2 separate regions of the Sus scrofa genome follow, and region 1 is linked to region 2. Evidence: chromatin contacts called from public HiChIP or PLAC-seq data. All regions are on one chromosome and are shown on one strand. Each heading gives the region's core, a stretch centred on a gene start, on an enhancer-like site or on the middle of the called end of the contact. The rest is flanking DNA. Distances are from core to core; before and after follow the strand shown.

Region 1 (4,354 bases), core at 798-3,297, 110 kb before region 2:
GAGTTTACACAGCCAAAATTAGATGAGTTCCTACTCATTTGCAGTCTGCTGGCTTTTACTTTAAACACAAATCTTAACAAGTTTATTTGGTTTTTAATGTAGAATGGGTGACTCAGAGCAAATTAGCAGGGAGAGGGACTATTTCAGGCAGTCATTTGATAGGAATGGCTATCAAGTGAAGGATTAACTATACACACACAAGATAAAAACCTGCGGGTAGGAGACAGAGTATTTAATAAATGAGCAACTCTACTTATCATGTCTTAAGAATCGCATCTCTTCACAGTTCATACACAGCCTTGAGTTACAAAGGTAAGCAAGCACGCTTGCTTTGGATAGAACGCTTTGGATCTACGTCAAAACGGTTATAATTAATAAATAAGTAAATAAGCACACCCCCGGGGTCCAAAAGAGCTAAATTAACCAATCCCTCAGCATTCCAAACAACTCTAATTACTTGAGAATTCCAACCAGAATAGATCTAAGGCATACCTCTCTTCTCTTGAAGTACTTTTTCTATATAAATAGTTCTGTCAAATGCTTTGCTTGGCAAGAAATAAAATAAGCCTTATTTCCTGTTCTTTTTCCCTTAGCAAAAACTCTAGATTGTCATCACCTCTGACATACATTCAACATGTCCATAGGCTAATAACATAAATGATGAAATACATTTCACGTAAGCTTTTCTATTAAAGTCAGTCTTCTATCAAAATGTTTTACATTTTATCTCACGAAACCTTTAACAGACTGTAGAAGTCTGAACAACACAGTTCAAATTTAGTGTAGGTTAAAAAAAAACAAAAAAAAACTCCTATCTATGCTATTGCCATACTTACCTAACCATAAACTTTTACTATTTACAAGTCTTTAAAAAACTTTATGCCTTTAAGTACCACCAAAATACTCAATCAGGATTTCAGGCGTTCAATTCACATCATAGTGAAAGATCAAATGCTAAACTCCTAAAAATAGGGGTGTTATGAGAGGGACACACAACACCCCGCTGCCAAGGCAAATGCGTCTTCGGGGGCAGGGGCACTCCTTGAACACGTACAGTAAGAGTTCACATTCAGCAAAACCAGGGAGCGAAGGATCAGGTGATTTCGCACCACCAACACTTTCAGTCTAACCAGGCCTTACTATGTTCTCAGTACTAGCACACAGCACATAAACCCCAGTTTTGACAATTAAACCCGAACTTGCATCCTAGCCACGCGTTACCCACTTGAATGGGTCCGGGAACCGAGGGGCCACGAACGCGGGCCCCAGAGCACAGCCTTGGCCTGCGGACTGCGGTTCCCTCCTGGAAGGGCGTCTGGAGAGCTTTCCGACCTGGCAGCGAGGTGTCCGCTCCCCCAGTGCGCTGCGCGTCCTCCTCCTCCACGGGGCCCATCACGACCTGGATAACCCTTCCTCCCTTTCCCCGCGAGGAACAGAGAGCATTAAGTGCCGGCCTAATGACAGGTCGTCCAGCAGCTTCCGAAGAGCCTTAGGACCGAGCCACGCCGCAGCCTAGCTCCCCGCGCCCCGGGTCGGCGGCCCCTGCTCAAGGCCGCCCCCTCAGGTCGGGGCGGACCCAGCCACAGCCACGCGGCGGGCGGGCGGCGGACAGGGGGCCGGGCCGGGCGCAGCGGCGCGCGAGCCGCCAGTACACTCGACAGCTGCGGGAGCCGCCGCCACGGGGCCGCCCTTTCGGGCCGCGCGCTGCTGGAGCCCGGGGCGCGGCGGGGGCTAGGCCCGGCGGCCAGACGCGGCGGCAGAAGGAAGCTGAGCCAGCCGCGGACGACGACCCCGCCGCCTGCGGCCGGTGCCCGCGAGCTCGAGCGGCTCTAGCCCTCTCACCACCCGGCCCTGCGGCCTCCACCGCGCCGGCCCGTACCTAGGAGGGTCGTGGACGAGACGTGGTTAACCGCGGTGTTTGGGTCACTGGTCCGCCGCCGGCGCCGCAGCCCCAGGTGCGGCTGCTGCCTCCGCGCTGCCTCGTCCCCCTCCGCCATCTTGTACCGATTTAAAATTAACTCCCCACTGACGTCAAACGCCGCCGCCGCTTTATCAACCTCCCGGGAGCCGGCGGGGCGCCGTTGGGTCCTAGCGCCGCCCTCAAGCTACTCCTCCTGGTCCTCCCCACGCCCTCCCTCGTCCCGCCCCTCGGAGCCCTCGCTCCGCCCCCGCTCTGCTTGCAAGCCTGCCTGCTGCTCGGTTTTCCCAGCCTTCCACTTTGGGGAGAACTTGGGCAGCGTTCCACCCCGACAGTCTCACACTCCCACCGCCCTAAGCTCATTGCCACACCTCAGCTCTGGACTAGGCTGTGTAAACGAAGAAGGATTCTCCGGAGAGCCAAGTCCCTCCTTCCTAATTCAGTAACCCAATTCTCTTGACAGCTCTTCTCCATGATCGTTGACTCGTGCACTGCACGTGAGGTTGCTTTCACACTCCTTTCCTTCTCTCCCTTTTATTCCCACCTCCTCCCACAGCTGTGCTCCCCCTCCTCCCTTCTTCGTTCCTCCTTCCCCCACCCCCACACTCCCCGCCACACTATTGCTGGTGCCCTGCTTTTCCTCATGTTCTTTCTTGCACAAGTCTCCAATGTTGTTTCCCATCCAGAGACCATCCTATGGTTCGTTTGCCATCGCTTCCTTCTAATTATGAGACCCTCCTCTTATCTTCTTAACTGTGCATACCCTTGCCTTCCTGCTCCTAGCCCCTTACAGGGGCAAACCAGAAAGCATTCTAATCATAAAAAGACTTGTAGCAGGTCCTTTCCGAACTGTGATAACCTTCTTCAAGGGGTCCAGTGACATCTTATAGAAAGTTCAGGTCGCTTTTAAAAGGAAAGCCACCCTTTGGAGACTTCTGTGAAACAGTCCCTATTCTTTTGGGTGTTTACCATTATCGCCAGCTGCATTAGATTCTCCTTTTCTCTGGTAAAGACATGTGTCCAGGTGTCCAAACCGCTGTCTTGGACAGGTCTTCTCACAGCCCTTCATCCTGAATGACCACTACAAAAGCATTGATGTCATCAAAGCTTACAGGGTACCATTCTAGAAGGGGGGTTGTTGGGCCATTTCTTTATTCATCTGTTTTTGTATTAATAGAAAGGGATTTGGGGCTCCTCCTGGACCTCCTAACTCCCTGCATCCTGGTTCGATGCCCCTGGTCCAACCTAAGCACCAAGTTGTAAGCCCTGTTTGATGATGGATTTCCTGTCATAATCTCCCTATAAGGCATCTATTTAATATTGCCTGCAGTCTGCTTTATACAGGGTATTATCATCTGAGGTATGAGAGAAGATGCAAAGATGAGTATTTTTGCCAGCAAAGAATAAATTTCCAGTTAGAATTAGCAGCTAACTTAGTACTGAGCCCACTCCATCAGGGACCCCCAGAGTTAAGGCTGCACTGCTAGTCAAGTGACCTCCTAGCCAGTGTCCTTTCCACTAGGAAACAGTTTATTTCATAGGCTACTACAGTGCCCTGGACAGGTCCAAGTCTCCTGACTCTAAGGAGGGTAAAGAAGCCAAACACAAGTACTGTCAAGAGACTGAGCACTATCCCATGGTCACCTCAAATCCATATGTTTTAAGGGCCTTCCTCCATTTTCCCCAGTCAACCATCCCTCTGCAATTTCTCATCACAGTGAAACCTCAGTGTTCCTGCAGACATCTCCCTCCCTCTATACCCAGCAAATCCACATGACAACTATTCTGACTTCTAAATCTTACCCAGCTCACCTCCTCCCACCCCCTCAGCCTTCCTCTTGATTCAGACCCCATCATCTCCCAGTGGACTTGCTATAACAACTTCCCTGCTCTTCCCCCCTTCTCCTGTGGGTCCTCCACATAGACTGTCTTGAATTTTCTTAGATGCAAATTTATTCATGTGATTTCGCTGATCAGGATAAAGTCCAGACTCTTCAAAATAGTTGACGAGAACGTTCATGCTTTGGGCTCTACCTTTATAACAAGCCTCATTTTTCACTACTCTGTCATTTGTTCCTTCATTCTTTCATTTAACAAATGAATTTTGACACTGTTGTGTGTGCTGAACAGACGATGACAAACAAGACAGACAAAATTGCTTTCCTTGGTTTTTGTTTCTTTCCATACCCCAGACAGACTCCTTCCACCACACAAAAAAGTGAGCATCCAAGAGCTCAGGGATCTGTCTTCAGGCTATCTCCAGCACTTAAGCCAGTGCCTACTACATAACAAGACCTCAAAAAATATCTGTGAATAAATGAATGAATAAAAGAATGAAGGAATAGGTTACACTCTTACACTGATTCACCTAATGTTTCTAAACTTCCAGGTCCTCATTCTTTATAACTAACTATATAACAAGTCCTTTATGGGATC
Region 2 (4,084 bases), core at 653-3,152:
TTCAAATAATTCGGCACTGTATTCTTCTGTATGTCTCCTTTTGCACACGTGGGAGTCTCTAACGATGGGTAAGTACTTATTAAACTGTCCAAAATGGTGGCATCAGTTTACCCTCCTACCAACAGTTTACATGTTCCTGTTGCTCCACTTCTTCCCCAATACATCGGCAAACGTTTTTGGTTTTTACCAATCTTACGGGTATGAAATGGTATCTGGTTTCCTGAAATTTACATTTCCCTAACTACTAGTGAGATCAAGCATCTTTTCATGTACTTATTGGGCTTTTAGATTTCTCCTATGGATTATATCTTTTGCCTAATTTTCTATCGAGATGTTTTTATCTCATCAATCTGCAGTCTGTTTTTACATATACATTCTGGATACTAGTCTTCAGTTATTTATAGGCTATGTCTGTTCAGGTCCGCCAAGAAGCAGACACCAAGAGAGAATCAGAAGTGCAAGACAAAACACTGTAGGTCAATGCTTCTGAAGCGTAACAGGAAAAGGACTAGGAGGGGCTGGGAAAAGCCTTCAGACCCCAGTGCAGATCCTGATCCCTGTGATGGGAGAGAGAGAAGAAAGGAGAATTGGGTAGGAAGGGATAGTTCTGAGAAAGTCTCAGCTGGGCTGATGGGGAGCCCCAGAAGAGTGTGCATTTTAAAGGAGATCAACACTAGGCGGGAAAGGCTCGGCTAGGGTCTTCCTACCAGGCGCAGTCGCTGGTGGGGATGAGGCCAGGGAGGGCATGGCCTGGGCTTGAACACCGATGAATCTTGAAGGCCCGGCAGCTGCGGGCTGTCAGCCAATCACACACACCTGACAGGTGCTTCTCTCTTGAAGGCAAACCCTTGCAGCACGCCCTTTATGGCTGCCCGATTGACAGCATTTTCTCCCAGTCAGTGCTTGTCTATTTTTCATTCTCCTTTATGGCCTCTTTTGATGAAAAGGAGCTTTACATTTTTAACCTAAATTTATCACTATTCTTCTTTATGGTTTATCCTTTTTGTGTTTTCAGATATTATTGCCTACACTACGGTCTTGAAGGTTTTCTATATTTTCTCCTATTAGGTCCTAAAATTCTGCTTTTCAAATGTTTCACCTAGAATTTAATGCGTTGGTTTTGGTTTTGATTTTCTACATGGGTTACTGAATTCCCAGTGCCATTCACTGAACAGTTCTTCCTTTCTCTACAGATCTGCATGCTGCCTCTGTGATATACATTAAGACTTCACATGCATAGGAATCTGCCTGGGGGCTCTCTCTTCTGTTCCACGGGGCTATTTGTCTCTTTCAGGGCTAATACTACTCTGCCTTAATTTAGTAAGTCTTATAGAACAAGTCACTCATCTTGTTTTCTTCAAAATTTCATAGTTATTTTGGCCCTTTGATTTTAGCAAGGCTAAAATCATTTTATCTAGTTACACAAATCCTGTCTGGATTTAGTGGGAATTTCTTAGAATTTATAGATTAATTTAGGAAGAACTGAAATCTTACAACAGTGAATCTTCATATCATGAACACACCTTATCTATTAAAAAATACCTAAATAATAAGTGAAGTTTTGTAATTTTCTTCATAAAGATCATGCATATGTTTCATTAGATTTATTTCTGGTCCCTTATAGCTTTTGTTTCTCTTATAAATGTTAGCTTTAAAAGGTTTTGTTTCCTTACTGTGATGGGTCGTAAAAATGCAAATTGATTTTTGTATAATGCGCTTCTATTTAGCAACTTTGATGCCTTCTCTTATAAATTGTTTGAAGCCCTTTTCACACATTTCTAGAAAATCTAGAGCCTTCTGTACCCTAGGAAAATCCATTAGCAGCTTACCCAGGCAGTCCAGGCAGGGGAAGGCCATCTGCTGACTCCCCTGGCTAAACAGCACCGCCCCCTTCTGGAGACCTGCCAGCAAGGCAGAACTCTCCCGGAGATAGGCTCTGTGCTTGTTTAGATCCAACAAGGATCTGGACAGAGTGGCCTCGCTTGAGGTCAGCTTTACTGCTACAGAACAGAATGATCCCCAGGCAAAAGGCTCAGCGCCAACTGGGTTAGACAGGGGGCTGTCTGGGTGGCCTGATTAGAGGATGTCGTTTCTTGATTGGCCACATCCACTCTGTCCTTCCACTCTCCCTACTTGGAAAGGCCTCAGGGACATCAGAAAGCAGGCCGGGAGGAGGAGGCAACAGCGCTGCCTCAAGAAATGGAGTCAGAGGGAAGCCTGGACCCTGCCAGCCCTTCATGTCCACTAAGCTCCCAAGCTGTTCCCCAACCAGGTTCCACGTCAAGTGTCCATCTGGCCCAAATGCTGGAGGGCAGTTGGGCAGCTTCAAGGGCCCTGCGTGAGGCCAGCAAGATGTGTTCCATGGACCGCTGGCTTGGGGTCATCCTAAGTAGATATAGGATAAAGAGAGAGGATGAAGAGGCGAAGCCCATTTAGTGGACACAGGCCTCTCATCGGGCCTCAGCTGTCTCCACAAACCAGTCGAGGTGAAGTGTCTTCTGGAGACCTCGCGGTCTCTTCTCTCAGTTCTCACAGCCTACTTAGGTGTACAGGGTCCTGATGACTTAACGAGAAGGCCTAGGTTTTATTTCCATATCCATCATATCCGAAGCATGAGCTGGGGAGCACAGTGAAAAATGAATGTGCTCTGAGTCAAAACAGATCTGAGTTCAAATGTCCATAGGATCCCAGATACATACGGTACAGTCATCTATTTTTGGGGGGAGACACCCCCATGGCATGTGGAAGTTCCCAGGGCAGGGAGAGAACCCGTGCCACAGCAGCAACCTGAGCTGCTGCAGTGACAATGCCAGATCCTTAACCTGCTGTGCCACAAGGGAACTCCCATAGTCATCTTGTCTGACTTCTGGTTTCCTCCCCTGTCTAAGAGAGAAAATACCTTCCTTGTAGAGTTGTGGACATAATTAAACTAAATCGCATACATTACTGCAGAGCAAATGCCTGATAAAGCTGTTTGAGTCCTTTGCAAGGTTCGTAGGGAAATGGCTGAATCACTTTTCTAGTTTAAGGGGGTGTCGAGGACTTGTCAATCTCACCTCTTCTCTAGAGAACCAAGATATGTGAGTTCTCCTGAAATGAGCCTTTTTTCCTTGCAACAAGCCCAGAGTAGACACTCGGCCTCGCTGCAAATGAAGAAACTGAGGCTCAGAGAAGCAACTCGACTCCTGGAGTCAGATGCAGGGCATGGCAGAGCAGAGATAAGAAGCTGAATTCTTCCTGGAGGCTTTGCTGCTTGGGCCCCACCCGGTCACTGCCTTTCTCCTGTCCTGGCAACCCAGGCCCAGACCTCAGGTAACCCTACGGTTCTCAGCTGAGCTCCAGGGCAGCCCTGACCGCTCTTTTTCAGATGACAAGTTAAGCATTTCAAATGCCAAGAGAAACAGTTCACTGACTCAAATGACCCTTCCAGTCTCCAGTGTTTTTCTACTAACAAGAATGGACTAAAGGCTATTGTTTTCCTTGTTCTTGCTTTTCACAGGAACTGCTATTCTGTGTAATGCCCATGAGCTGCAAAGTTCAAACAGATAAAGATAGAGAAGAAAGGTTAACGGTAAGAAAAGAGGAGCAACAGAGGCTATTTATAGCAATCAGCAAATCAGTATTTACATACACAAAAAATGGTTATTCCTATTATATATTGCCTTTATTATAATTACCTATGCACTTGTAATGCTCCCTCCATTTACCGGTAAGGTTCTGGAGGGGAAAGTGTGCGCCTATTGATCTGTGTCTATATTTTATTTTCTCTAGAACCTGGCCCGCTAATTAACGTATAAACAACTGGAGGAGGAAGGAATGGGTGGCTCATCTTCCCAGAAATGCCCACTTCTCTGGCTTTCAGTTATTTCTGACATTTGCACCATGGGAGTCTCCACCTCCTGGAGACTGAATCAGAGCTGCAGCTGCCGGCCTACACCACAGCCACAGCAATGCCAGATCCTTAACCACTGAGTGAGGCCAAGGATTGATACTGGCCTCATGGATACTAGTCAGATTCATTTCCACTGCACCACAACGGGAACTTCCAGTGTGTCAACTCTTAAACTTCTAGTGATCAGGGCTA

The links. HiChIP or PLAC-seq counts read pairs in DNA pulled down with a chosen protein or histone mark.
Region 1: a contact with region 2 is called in an H3K27ac HiChIP or PLAC-seq map of skeletal muscle. The contact joins the promoter of ATL2 here to the enhancer-like site in region 2. A contact is called at or near these places in 1 of 5 promoter capture datasets (liver), 8 of 47 Hi-C or Micro-C datasets (epiblast stem cells, fetal heart ventricle, heart right ventricle and 3 more) and 2 of 2 datasets of contacts at active chromatin or transcription factors (alveolar macrophages and skeletal muscle).

The regions. Positions count from the first base shown.
Region 1 is chr3:101,954,882-101,959,235 of Sscrofa11.1, reverse strand. ATL2 (atlastin-2) reads right to left here and starts at 2,047. Exons shown (of 14, transcript XM_005662612.3): 1 at 1,880-2,047. The coding sequence starts at 1,997.
Region 2 is chr3:101,840,544-101,844,627 of Sscrofa11.1, reverse strand. No RefSeq gene overlaps it. Among named protein-coding and RNA genes, the nearest start is that of HNRNPLL, 89 kb to the right of the region's middle. Within about 2 kb of position 1,902, at least 25 of the 83 cell types and tissues checked have an H3K27ac peak or open chromatin away from gene starts, as enhancers often do. A contact at or near this core is called in liver and skeletal muscle, where this site is marked.